Regions from separate parts of the Zea mays genome. Here region 1 is linked to region 2. Evidence: chromatin contacts called from public Hi-C data. All regions are on one chromosome and are shown on one strand. The core of a region is the stretch at or near the end of the contact, and the rest is flanking DNA. Distances in the headings are between cores, read along the strand shown. Region 1 holds the start of LOC100278854. Region 2 holds the start of LOC103636139.

What was found. A called contact is a pair of places that touch in the nucleus more often than the background predicts.
Region 1: a contact with region 2 is called in a Hi-C map of leaf, with 3 times the contacts expected there. The contact joins the promoter of LOC100278854 here to the promoter of LOC103636139 in region 2. A contact is called at or near these places in 9 of 25 Hi-C or Micro-C datasets (ear, endosperm, leaf and 3 more) and 1 of 3 datasets of contacts at active chromatin or transcription factors (leaf).

The regions. Positions count from the first base shown.
Region 1 is chr8:152,788,088-152,790,787 of Zm-B73-REFERENCE-NAM-5.0, forward strand. LOC100278854 reads left to right here and starts at 1,429. Exons shown (of 8, transcript NM_001151993.1): 1 at 1,429-1,692; 2 at 2,543-2,700. The coding sequence starts at 2,565.
Region 2 is chr8:152,575,257-152,577,956 of Zm-B73-REFERENCE-NAM-5.0, forward strand. LOC103636139 reads right to left here and starts at 1,393. Exons shown (of 10, transcript NM_001346853.1): 1 at 1,012-1,393. The coding sequence starts at 1,201.

The DNA of each region.
Region 1 (2,700 bases), core at 179-2,678, 210 kb after region 2:
GAACGGGGAGCCTACCACGTCACGGAGGTCGTGGGCACCGCCCGCTGGATCGGCGTCGGCGGCAGCGGCACAATGGCGCAAGCAGGAAGGGATAGGATGGTCTGCCCTGACACCGCTCTTGGCCCACGCCGTACCCTTCCAACGCGTAGCCTAGACGTCGACAAGAGAGGTGACTACCCAAATTTGGAGGACTTCCAATGCCACCGTCGGGAACAAAATTTGCTGCATACCGGCTCCAGTGCTCCACCTTCTCTCTCGTGTATACCTTCCTCGGGTGGAAGACAGGTATCATTGACCTGGGGCTGGTCGGGTCGCTCCAACAATTAGAGATACTTATTTGGAATTATAATATATTTATATTATATAATCTAACTTATTTTAAATTAACACTTAGTTCTGGATAGATTATAATCCTAAACAGATGGATCCTAGTTGATGTCTATATGAGATCCAAATAATTTCAATCTATATACATAATGTAGAGAATAAATCTAGAAATAATTTCATTTTTTTCTAAGCTAAAATATATTTAGTGTATAATATAAATTTAAACGGTTTTAATAATTTTTCTAATCTAAATAATAAACAAAATGACTTATCTAAATACCTACTAAAAGTTTGCAACTTCAGTTTTAGATTTTTTAAGCTCCTAATAATCTGTTTCATTAACTTCATTAAATTTTGTTAAGCTGAAATAGTCCCAAACAAGGCCTTAGAATGTTAAACAATATTTTGATTCTTAAATTTCTTTTTTTAAGAAATAAATAAATGAGAGCTTTTTGAAGATTTATTTCTATAACCTTTTTTTTTGGCAAAGTCTATTTATACTTCCCTAACCTAAAGAAGGAAAGCAACTAATTTTAATAATTAAAAGAGCCAACACATTCGAAGTGGTAAATCAGACCATAATAATAGTTTGGAAAAGTTAAAATGAAATTTTCCAATAAATTACCATTATTCACTCACTCGTGTGAAAAAACTAGTATAGTACAATACCTTTGCTTGCAAACAAGTCATAAATTGTAGGCGGTAAAAATATTTACCACCAGCGCGGTTGATTCTTATCAAACTTGCTCTTAGGGCATGTACAGTGGTGTTTAATGTGGAGGCTCTTAAGGTGTTTAAGGGGGTTATTTACAAAAAAATCTTAGAGCCGTCTCTCCGTGAAGAGACGTCTCTGGCTCGTAAACCAAGTAGCAACAGACGCTTCACTTCCCACTGTACGAATTTGTCGTCTGTTCTATCGATCTGATACTATACAAATACATTTAATTCTATATTTATTAATAGACTACGTTTATAGACACTCCACTGTATAATAGAGTCTCTTAGTTGTCTCCTGTGATTGGAGAACCGTTTTGGTGTCTCTCCACTGTACATGCCCTTACTTTCGCTTGATCCGCTTTGTCCCCCCCTAATCCGTGAGTTGGGCCTTCGGGTTCGGCTTCCATGGCGCGGGCGCGAGGCCGGCTACGCCGTTGCTGCTTTGTTCGTGAGTCGTGAATCTGGATCAAGGCGATTCGAAAAAAAAAAGAATCTGGATCAAGGCATCAAGCTCAGGTTCTCCCGTTCTTGCTGTCCAGACCAGAGATATTGCTCACTGACTTCGGCCTCGGCGTTTGAAGCCGCCACCGGTGGGGTGACGCCGATGGCTTGGAGGATACCTACGGCGGCGGCGGCGGCGTGCAGCAGGTTAGCGAGCGTGAGCCGAATGCCTGGAGCCGTTCGTCGCGAAACGAGCTGAAGCTAGTCGTCTCGACTCCCACGTCCTAGCAAGCGGTTGTCGGCCGTCGGTCGTCGGATCAAGAATGAGTCCACGCGTCAGTAATCTGCTAGTATGCACGGGAGGGAGTTTGGGTTGGGGACCGGATCCACCAATTTTTCTTCCGGCGATGGGAAAACGAAAGAGACCTGCATCTGATTCCATTCTGGAAGCACCCCACTCCAATCCACTCTACATGTCCCACGCTCAGACCCGGGTCCCTCACCGCCGTCTCTCGCGCTCCGGTAACCGCCTCCACCTCCGCACCTGACCCCTCCGCCTCCGCCTCCTTGAAAATTCCTTTTGCTGCTCCAACCTGCGAAGCTAGTTCACTGTACTCTTGCTTGCTTATAACGTAGCGTGCGGTGGACGGGGTTTGCCAGCGACTTCAAGAAAGGTTTGCCCCAGCGCCGTTTCCTGAATCCCCGCGTTTAGCTGCAGGCTATATAGCCATGATTTGCTTGAATTCTCGTTACAAATCATGGCACCTCTTCTAATTCGTATTCCGCTCATCTAGGCTGCTACGTTTTGCCATCATAAGGGTCGTTAGGAGATGGTAGAATTGAGGCTTCCTATGTTCAGTATACAATAATACGGCCCTGTTGTTTCCATGAACGCTTGCTACCTCGTCCAGAAGTCCCTGGAACAGTAGTTTGGACCTTTGAATCCAGTTCCTCAATAGATTGCCCCATGTTTGAAGAGATGAGTCATATTCAGTAATCAGTATTCAGTACCCACTAAATTTTCCAACGAGTTTAAATATCTTTTATCCATTCACAGGTAGATATAATTTGATGGGAAGATGAATGGTGCAGAGGAGGAGGAGCCGCCTCACGTCAGCAGCATGCCCAAGACACAAGACGGTGTTACCAAGCCCAGTCTAGGGAAAGAGCCCATCCCAGGGAGCGAGCTCTGGACGGATGGGCTCATCTGTGCTT
Region 2 (2,700 bases), core at 143-2,642:
CAAGACATGTGCAAGTTCATCCAAATTCTGTCTGAGATGAAAGAAATCAGACTGTAAAGTTCAAACGTAAGATAGAGGACTAATATCATTTGTAAGTTTGTATCTGAATACAAGCTAAGTTTGGACATGTCATTCTGGTTTTATCTTCTTATTTTAGCCTTTGTTGGGACCAGAAAGGCTTTGTTGCTGATGTTTGCCAAAACTTAAGACCCAAACAACCAGAGATCTTAGAGAGCCTCTGTTGCATTCACTCAATGGCTTCACCTTTCCCTGCCTTCTCACCAGTTGAGTTATTTTCTTTTGCATCTCCCAAATGTTGACATGTTTTATCATCCTTCAGCCAATCCAATCATTATATAATGCCTAAACACGTGAGAAAAAATGAACATGTCCTATTTCCTTATGCAAACATCTAACAGACCCATAGTTACTGCAGCTCTAAACAGTTTAAACCATAAAACACAGTGAACACAAAAGAGATCATAGCGTGATGGCAATAACGAGAAGAAACTTATCCAGTTCATTCGAGTTCATGAATAAAGACAGCCATATGTTCCTCCTTACAGTCCCAGAAGCTTAACCCACCAAAATGGTAAAGGGCCAAGTTTTATTTTCTACTGTGAGTCGCGAATGAACTGAGAAGCGCAGCTAATAAGCGCTGAAAAAAGTACTGAATTTAACACTGCAGGCAATTCCAAAAAGTTCCAAACCAAAGGCCTAAACCGGATCTTCGCAAAATCAATCGAATCCAGAACGTTGATTCTAGCCAGTCCTGCCAGGCTACCACTAGCGTGCAGCACAGTCGCCCCCAAATACTAGCAGAGCAGTAGTTAATCGCCGCAAATCCCCAAATAGAAGGACAAAAGGAAGCATGGTTCCTGATAACCCGACGCCATAGACAACTCCCCAACGCGCACTCATCCAATCCAGTCAGACACGCAAACACCCTGCACTAACGACCGAGCCTGCACATGAAACTGTGAGGAAAAGGAGAGTGACACGAGATGGAACCTTGGCAGAGGAGCCGACTGACCGCCTCGTCGGGGTCCATGCCGCACTCCCGCAGCGCCGCGTAGATCTCCGCGTCGGGACGGTTCACGATCTCCTTGAGCCCCTGCACGAGCTTCCTCGCGGACGCCGGCACGGGCCCCGACTGCCCCCTGGCTCCCCCTCCGCCGCTGCCGCTGCCGCTGCCGCTCATCCTCGCCAGAACCCCTCTCCGGGAACTCCACGCCGACGCCGACGCCAAAACTGGCTCCCGCAAGGCGGCAAATCGCTGACCGGGTGAGTGGTAGTGCAGCGGCGTCGCCTCCCCGCTTCGGCTCGGGCCTGGGCTGCTTCCGCGTCTGCTTTTGCGGCTCTGCGCCTGGCCGCCTGCTTCTTCCCCTACCCACGCAACGCAAACGGCGGCCAAATTCCAAAACCCTCCCTGCCTCGCCCTCGCCTACATTTATATACGTCTGTGAGCTGCGGCAGAGAAGAAATGGGTTAAAAAATAATTTCTCAGTTTTGTCCGCGCAATCCCCACTCCCTTCCTCTCTATCCCACCCTGTGTCCCTGTGTACACTTGTCGATTGCTCGTTGATTCCTTGAGATCACACGTCGACGCCTCAAGCTGACATTATGGGCTCACTTTACTCGGGCCCATACGTGGTCACCGTGCTTCAGTGGGTACGTCTGCGTCACGTAGGTGTAACATGCTGAGGATTCCCTCCACGAAGTGGTGCGCGGACAAGGACGTGAAAGTTCCACCCGACTCCCCCGAGGCTTTTTTTGTTCATGCCCTTGCAACAAATGCGTCCCAGGCGCTCGAAATCGAATGCCCCGAAGCGCTACCTAGACCAGGCGAGTCCGACTGTGAGCAAATCAAACAGCCTAAGTATGTGGGACAACTATATGCTGACAACTATATGCTGACCCTACGCGTCATGTCTTGGGTTATCTATTTATCTTTAGGGTTAGATAGAAACTTAAATCCTCTCTAAGATCATTAAGGTCTTATTCAGTTACATCTAAATCGGATGGTATTGAATGTGATTGAGAGGGATTAAATCTTCTTCTATTCATTTTTTACTAGAAAAAAAATTAGTTACCGTTCGGTTCATATATTTATAACGTGATCGGTAATTGATAACATTAAATCATATTTGTTTATATCTAACCGTAATCGGATATCACACTAGAAAGTGATATCGGCCTTGGTACTTAGCGTGAATTATATATTTCATAAATCAAACGGTACCTTAATCTCTTTCAATGTACCTCTAACCAAATAAGCCATAAGAGTTGGTTTGATGATTAGGAAATTAAGAGGGATTAATGAGGGAATTAGTTTATTTTCCCTCTCAATCTACTCTAATTCATCTTAATTCTTTTGTCACCAAATCAGTCCTAATATGATAATGTGAAGGCCTTGGGACACCTTGTCCAGGAAGGATGGGCGTTGTCGCATTGGCATAGGCGCGTACGAGTTGTGTATATTGGTCCTTTCGATTTTGGGTTTTGGGTGTCAGTGGGATTCTTTTCCGTCGTTTCGTTCGGGCACACACTTTTAAGGTGGGCACTGGGCAGCGAGCGTAGATCGGCAAGAGCAGGAGCCAGGAGTAGTAAGTTTCACCTGGTGTTTCCGAATTTGGTTAGATTCTTCAATCCTTTATGCTCATTTGCTAACATTTTTTCTCACGAGAAATAGTTGCTTAT